Regions from separate parts of the Anas platyrhynchos genome. Here region 1 is linked to region 2. A link is a contact called in public Hi-C data. All regions are on one chromosome and are shown on one strand. Each heading gives the region's core, a stretch centred on a gene start, on an enhancer-like site or on the middle of the called end of the contact. The rest is flanking DNA. Distances are from core to core; before and after follow the strand shown.

The links. A called contact is a pair of places that touch in the nucleus more often than the background predicts.
Region 1: a contact with region 2 is called in a Hi-C map of skeletal muscle, with 3 times the contacts expected there. The contact joins the promoter of CDKAL1 here to the enhancer-like site in region 2. A contact is called at or near these places in 2 of 8 Hi-C or Micro-C datasets (liver and skeletal muscle).

What each region holds. Positions count from the first base shown.
Region 1 is chr2:109,230,229-109,234,274 of IASCAAS_PekinDuck_T2T, reverse strand. It overlaps CDKAL1 (CDKAL1 threonylcarbamoyladenosine tRNA methylthiotransferase), which reads right to left and starts at 2,290. Exons shown (of 18, transcript XM_072033334.1): 1 at 2,201-2,290; 2 at 313-350.
Region 2 is chr2:109,169,452-109,173,746 of IASCAAS_PekinDuck_T2T, reverse strand. No RefSeq gene overlaps it. Among named protein-coding and RNA genes, the nearest start is that of MBOAT1, 11 kb to the right of the region's middle. Within about 2 kb of position 1,441, at least 1 of the 8 cell types and tissues checked has an H3K27ac peak or open chromatin away from gene starts, as enhancers often do.

The sequences.
Region 1 (4,046 bases), core at 1,041-3,540, 60 kb before region 2:
ACTGTTCAGGTGCTGGCTCATCCCAAACTCCCCTTTGTGTGCCTACGCCTGCTCTAGCTCATGAAGCTCCACATTGCTCACACTGAAGAGGAAAAAAAAAGGCGACATCCCCTACACTGCTTTATACTGCTAACAGAACATAGGAATATGTAATAGTAATCAACACAGGAAATGAAAAAAAAGCATTTTGGTTTGGGTCCCCCAGTCTCTTCTCGAAACATTTCTGATACAACGGAACAGCTTGCAAAACAAATAAGCTTAATATATTTCCACGGCCCACAAAAGAAAGAACACAGCCAACTAAATTCATACCTTTTTAAGCACGACCGAAATCCCTTTGGATGATAAACCTGGAGAAAAAAAAAAAAATAAGAAAAAAAAAAAGATACAGCATGAACTACCACAACTATCAGACAGAAAACCATGAGTGGAAGTTACCGCCCATTAAGTACTCATCCTGCCATTGCAGAAATCTGTTTTCTACTTTGACATGCTTAAAGCCTCCAGAGGATAAGATGGGGTACACCTGCTGACTGACTGACAAGCTGCAACAGTTGCCGAATTTCCCCCGTTCTTCACCCAGACTGTAATCTTCTTGTCCTTGTTTTATAGAATCATATTTTTGTGAGAGTCTGATGTATCCTTTCAGATTTCTCCTCCTCCAGATTTTTTAAGTCTTCAAACAGGAGTTTAAAATTTGGATCATAAGAAGGGAAAGGGACAGACTGACAAGAAGAACACACTTTCATAAACTTAATTTCCTTCAAGAGTTTGTTTAACAGTAAAATTTAGCTAAAGGCATTCACAACTTTTTATTATTATGGAATTTCGGAAGGCAGACTGAATCGTTCAGGACACTGGTAGAGAGGGTCCCTTGGGAGTCTGTCCTCAAGGGCAAAGGGGTCCAGGAAAGCTGGACATTCCGCAAGTAGGGAGTCTTCAAGGTGCAGAAGCAAGCTGCTCCCACGTGCCCTAAGTTGAGCCAACGAGGAAGAAGACTGGCATGGCTGAACAGGGAACTTTTGCTGTATATTTAGGAGAAAAAGAGAGTTTATGTCCTATGAGAGAAGGGACAGGCAGCTCGGGGAAGAGTACAAGGAAGTTGCCAGCATATGCAGAGAAAAAATCAGAAAGGCTAAAGCCCACCACAAGCTCAACGTGGCCGCTATAGTCAAGGATAACAAAAAATGTTTTTATAAATATATTAATGGCAAGAAGAGAGCCAAGAAGAATCTCCGTTCTTTACTGGATACAGGGGAAAACATGATTACTAAAGATAAGGAAAAGGCTGAGGTTCTTAATGCCTTCTTTACATCTGTCTTTACTAGCCAGCCCAATTATCCTTGGGGTACTCAGCCACCTGACCTGGAAGTCTGGGATGGGGAGCAGAATGCCCAGACAGTTCAGGTGCAAACAGTTATAGAGACCTGCTGCTCCACCTGGGCCATCACAAGTCCATGGGGCCAAATGGGATCCTCCCGAGGGTGCTGAGGGAGCTGGTGGATGTGACTGATGGGCCGCTTTCCATCATCTACCAGCGGTCACGGTCATCCAGAGAGGTGCCAGATGACTGGAGACTTGCTAACGTGACACCCATCTATAAGAAGGGTGGTAAGGAGGACCTGGGGAACTTCAGGCCTGTCAGCCTGAGCTTGGTGCTAGGAAAGGTGATGGAACAGGTCATCTTGTGGGCAATCATGGGCCCAGAGAGTGGTGGTGAACGGAGTAAAATCCAGCTGGTGACCGGTCAGGAGCGGTGCTCCACAGGGGTCGGTGCTGAGGCCCATGCTCTTTAATACCTTTGCTGATGATTTGGATGAGGGAATTGAGCACACCCTTAGTTATCTGCAGTGGACACCAAGCTGGGGGTGAAGTACCGATGTGCAGGAGGGTAGGAAGGCCCTGCAGAGAGACCTGGGCAGGATGGGTGGATGGGCAGAGGCCAAGGGGATGAGGCTCAACACGGCCAAGCACCGGGTCCCGCAGTGTGGCCACAACCACCCCACGCCGCGCCACAGGCTGGGGGCGGAGGGGCTGGGAAGCTGCGCGGAGGGAAAGACCCGGGGGTGCTGCCTGACGGGGGCCTGAACCGAGCCAGCAGCGTGCCAGGCGGCCAAAGAGGCCAGCGGCACCCCGACCTCCCCCTCCCCAGGGGGCTCCCGGCGCTAACGGCCGCCAACCGCCCGCGCGCGCCGCTCACCTCAGCCGGGCTCCGCCATCACGGCCCGGCCGCCCCGCCCACACCGCCAGCCGCCGCGCGCGGGTGGGAGGGGCCGCGACGGCGGCCGGCGGAGGGCAAAAGAGTGCGGCGGGGCGCGGCCGCCCTGAGGGCGCTGGGGTTCCATCAGCCTTCAAAGCCTAACGCTGTTAGGGCTTGTGTTTGGCGTCCACTGTACACTCAAATCCAACGATATTTGGGTCTTTTCCTTTAAAATCAGTTCATACGACGTTGGTTAACACACTTAACTCTGTATGGCTGAGGTTCCTGGCGCTGTTTTTCCCCAGTCTAGCTCTAGGAGCAACCTTCCCCATCCGTATTTCGGAATATGCGCTTCAGCATGTGTCCACGCTCACCACTACATGTGGGACCCCGAGCAGCCAAACCAATTTTGAGATCAGTTTCCTTGCAGACCAAAGCATTACAATGCCATTGCTCTGTTCTTAATGCACACAGCCTAAAAAGTTACTTTATATGGCACCTTTATTTTCTGGGGTTCCCCCCTGTGTCCTGCTTCGAATTATAAGACCTGCCATCTTTGTAATCATCTTTCACATGTTAAGCTGCTCTCTTTACAAGCCCATCGAACCATTATTTCACTGCAGATAGCAGCTTGTAGGCCCCCTCACCTGGAGGGGAAGGGAATGAGAGCCCCAAGTGTATTCCTTAATAGGCCCACTGGTCTGCTAAAATTTGGCAACTTCTTGCTATGAATATCGCTTCCCCTCCTCCTCCTCCTTTTTCTTAAAAATGGTGCTTATTTTATGTCACTCTTATCTGGCAACATTCACTGGCAAGCAAACAATAAAAACAACAACAAAAAAGATAATAACAACAAAGTAATGGGAGACATTTGAAAAGGAAAACTGGGATGGAAAGGAAGAAGCACTTAACTGGAATCAAGCTTTACTACCAAATCATTCTAGGCAGGACTAAGGCACTCTTAATATCATCTAGCCTTATGATAAAGTCATGGTTACAGTTTAACATACACTTGCCTTCATGATTGATCCTTGTTTAAACACGCATGTACTTTGCAGAGATACTCTCCATAAGACACCGTGATGTGTAACTCATCATTTTTGCAGCATTTTTAGCCCAGAAGATAATTATCTTAAAATCAGTAGATGTGTTAATCTATTTTAGACATCCTCCTTCACAGTACAGTGTAAGTAGTCCTTGGTATGTCAGTACATAGTGATATATGTATTACCAATCTTTGTATATTAACTGCTTTCCTAGCGGGTTAGGGATTCTCTTCCCTTTCCAGTTTCCTGTGTTTTTTATTTTATTTTTTTTATAGTTATTTCATTTGCAGTCCTTGAATTAAACTTTTCTATTCTGGGATCACTGCCCTACCCCACAGTTATCTTGACTAGCCAAGTGTTAGTTAGCCCTGTGGTTAAACAAAACTGGGCAGACATCAGCACTATTTTGTGGTCGACTAAAAGAGCAGAGCATAGATAGCCTGTGAGACCTATCCAAAATCTCCAGATGGCCAAGATTCACAGGACGGTATTTATTAAGGGGAGGCAGGGAGCTCCCAGAGCAGCTCCCGGGTAGGAATAACAGCAGCTCTCTGCGAGTCCCATACCTAGTGACAGAAATAGGCCATGCTGATCAGTTTCAGCATGATCCGGCAGAGCCCTTACTTTGTCCCACTGCCAAGAATTCGTAATATCAAGCAGCCCTTGTGCCAGCACAGTCCTATTCAGTCCTAGGATGTAGCCACAACATGGAGGGAACCCTGTAAGTGCTTTTGAAGCTTGCAAGTCTCAATTGCTTTTGTAGCATATTCATAAAAAGTGATCAAGCTGCACAGAGGCTG
Region 2 (4,295 bases), core at 192-2,691:
CTGCCAAGACCTCTGGTGGGTATACAGGTCAGGGTCCCACTTGAAACAGAATTATTGCTTGACTAGATCACATCAGATGTGACTTTGAGATGGAAGCATCGTGGTAGACAGCACGAACAATCTTCTGATTATAAGCTCAGTGATAATAAATTATAGATATTTTTTTCCCAGATGCAACGGTCATAACCTTATACATACACTTCAGTTCACTGTCACTTCTCTTTCAAGTCACAAAAGCATTAGTCACCTACCAGAACAACTGTGCAAAACAACAACAAGCAAATGAAAAGATACATATCCAATTCTTCTCAGCTGTGCCTTAGAAACCCTCTACATCCACTGTCATTGTTGTGTATTAAAGCACGTATTGCCACTGAGAAAAAACTTACAAATGGAATAACTAAGCGCAGTCAAGCTTTTTGAATAGCTAGCTTTCCTTGCTGTTGCCTACTAATGCTGTTTGTATTTTAGGTTTTAAAAAAATTGTTTGTGCTAGCACAAGTACAAGGTCAGTGAGTAATTCAGTGAGTACTGATTTCACAGGAATGCTAGCAGAATATGTTAAAAAAGTTGATGCTGAGCAATATAGCTTGCTACTACCTACCAGCAAAATCTCAAATAAGGTTATCTGTCCAGAGATTTATGTGTTACAGAGAAAGTAACAGTATCTAGGAACACTTCTGCACACCTTCACCATTCTCTCTAAAGGTTTATGGGCATGGTTCAGGAATCATTCTGGGTGCAGGCCCCTTCCTGGTAAAGCATCTGAATCATAACCACTGTTTTGCAGGGTATTATGGACTCCTAATTTCACTGACATGTCCACCCAATGGCTTGTGCTTTAATAGAATGCAAAACTGCAGTTCCTGGAAAGGAATTTAAACTTAATTTTAAAATCAAAAGAGATGGAACATTCCCCATACAGGAGAGGGGTGGAAGGTGAGGAGGTGCGAAGGGGGGAGTTGGGATTGAATTTATTTATATGGAAGGGAACCATTTGAGTTTACTGCTTTGGAATACATGGCTGCAAGTTCCAGTCACTGATTTTTTATATATTTATTTATTTATTTATTCCTGCTAGTCCATGGTGATTCAGTTCTTTCTGCTTCAGAAGGTACTTATACACTGTGATCAAGCTTAGTTTTTATAACATGGTATTTTCCAGTTCTCTGTTCATAAGGCATAATAATGCTGTTCTTTTCTGCATCAACACCCATTTTCAACATCCTTTTAAATAAGGATAGCTTAATGCAGTTATGTGGACTTCTGTTGTAGTCTTAGTTCTCAGTTCCCTCCCTCTTACCTTTTTTCTCTGCACTAATTTCCAGCTCATACCAAGTCTCAGCATCACACTTGAAAACTTTGTTCACCTTTGTGCAGTCTACAGTCTCTCATGTTGTAGGCAGAGCCTGTGTTTCTTGTTTCAGTACTATGTTTTGCTATTGTTTGTTTGAAAAGGTCCAGGTCACCCCAGAATGACTAAGATCACTCTGTACAAGTGCCCTGTCCTTGCAAGTAATTCTAGTCAGGCAAATCTGTGCTGTCCACACACATTACAAGAAGTGACTTCTTATTTACAAACTTGTAATAATTCTACTATCTTCATTTAATAATAACCCAAAATATAATAATTTCAGAATGTAAAACTAACAAAGGTCTGCATAAGTATCTTTCTTTTTGTAAATAGCAATACAATGACCTTAATTTCCTAATATTTTTGTATGTTTTAATCTTTTTTAAATTCTATATTGTATTGCTATCCCTTTATTATTTTTCATTTTTTTTAACTTTTTTTTTTTTTTTTTCTCTCCAAGTACTCTCCATTTTGTAGTTAATATAGCATTCTTTTTCTTAAATATGTACATGTATTCTCCAGCATATAACTACAGAGCTGCTATGGATCAGACACTTAATGGTGACATTCAGGCTTCGGGATCTTATTCTTTAGGGCAGGTTTCTTTGAGTTTGGAGGGTTTCTCAAGATCAAAAAAGCCTTAATAAGGGAATATCCTGAGCCAGTTCACTGTAAACTACAAAGGGGCAATGTCAAGATGGAGCTATCTGGCAGTGAAAACAGCACTTGAAAATGCAGATAGTACTATGCAGAAGCTTTGCCTAGTCAATTCTGTATTCTCAGCAAAGTCTTCCATGAAATATCCATCTAATTCTAAAAACAATTTATGAGAGAGAAATAGAACAGTTTAACCTAAGTAGCAGTATATATATAAAAATACATACTGTATATATATATGAGTAGCAGAATATGATGACTAGTTTGGAGTAAAGCAGAATTAACACTTTTGTCCTCATCTGTTCTATTAAACACACATCAGAGCCCTTCCTGAAGCTCAAGGATCTCATGTTTCCATAGGCCAAAGGCATGTACATAGTTTAAACAGTCAACATAAACAATCAGTGCAGCTTTTAAAAAAACAGCTAATCCATTTCTATTTGTTAGTAGCCCATCTGGTCAATCATTTGCTTCTCAGGAAGTCTGCTAACCATCTGGAAGTTTCTACTCTTCTACTTGTGGCCATGTATAACATACAACATTCACTTACAACAACTTAAAATTTACTTTCCTCTTTACACTCTATCTGTTAAATGGCTCTTGAAATACTTGCTTGGAGCAGCAAGTATTTCCAAGTATGTAGTGTCCTGCTTTTCCCATTTGCAGTCTTGAATTCAGACATGAATTTCAAGCACTAGAAAGTCTCCAGCTTTATTTTTCAGCAGAAATATTTCAATTATCCCCCCTTTATCACATTAGAAGAAACAGAGGACAAAAGCAGTCAACTGAGTTCTTGATATTTTGAGATGAAGCAGTGTGGGGAGAATAACCATCTTTTTTAGATCTAACCAAATAGAGAAAGTTAAAATTGGGATTCCCTATTTTGACTCATTCTTTCCTGTATGTCTCCATGTTTCTGGAAAGCATTTTTTTGCTGCAGTGTTGTATGGAGTGGGCTCTGAAAAGAAACAGTGTACTCAAGGTAGGTGAAGCAGTTTTGAAATGAAAGTAGCATGGGCACATGTTGCACTGTTTCCAAGAAGAGACTGTCAGTTAACAATTCTCATTGTTTTAGACGATCTGTCTCCTTTGTTACATAATTTCACACTGTGTAAAAAAATAAGTCAAACACAATCTTTAACTATAGTCACACACCATCATTTATGGATTTTCACTTCTTGTTTTCTTTCCATTGTGTCCTTTGGAAATATAAAAGTTATCTCTGCATTTTGTGCTCTTCACTGTACACGAAAATGGATGTTATATCTGCAGGGATCTTAATACAACTAATGTGGACTTTGGAAAAGAATTTTTAATTTCAAGATTCCAGCACATGTGAGGAACCAAAGCAACAGTTTGAGCAAGGAGTCAGCTCATAATCTATCTGCACACCCAACATGAGCTGAATTGAGCAAACTAGAATAGGCATTGTGGCATTAGGTTGTGCTTTACCATCCCGTAGAGCACAGGATAGTTTTAGTGTTCCAAAAGCCTGATGTAAAACCCTGGGATGCTGTTACCAACCCACCCTTCCACTCCCATGCCCAGAAATACCTTGCAGTAGGAAAAATCACTGTGCAGAGCCATGGCTTGCCAATGTGGAAAGGACAAAAAGCCTTGCTCTTCTTTACCTCTCTCACTGTTAAATCTACAGTGTAGGGGCATGTGGAAACTATTGGCAAATCCAATAGAAAGGGGAAATAGGGACTATTGAGCAGGGATACCCAGAGTAACAAAGTTTCAGCAATATTAATTCTGCATGGCACACTATTGTGTTCTCTGCACATCACAGGAGTCAGAGTGCTTTGTGGGGACAGCCAGGCAATGACAGCACAGCCACTGAATAAGCTCCTCTGTGGTGGCTGAGGGAAGGGCTTTGCCTGCAAACATGGGGATTTGGGACTGGATTACAGAGTATTGCTCTTTTTCAGAAACTATCCCACTGCCTTTTCATTTTTCTGGTCCCATATATGACACCCATAGTGGCTGTCAGCAAGGAGCTAGAGCAGCAATGCATGAGATGTATCTGCAATGTAACTAGATAAGATAAACTTAGATTAAATCAGGAGCCTTTAAGTCTTTCTTACAGGGAGAACTCAGGCAAGCTGCAGACTGCAAAGGGAAGTCCAGGAGTTCAATAACTATGTAATGGTGATCACCAGCATTGCCAAACTTGGCTATGCATGGTTTGAAAAAGGAGATTTTTTCATTAAGTGTACAGAATGCTGTCACTATGACAGATCTGTATCATATTCTGTCAGGTAGAATGCAATTTGTCAGTTCC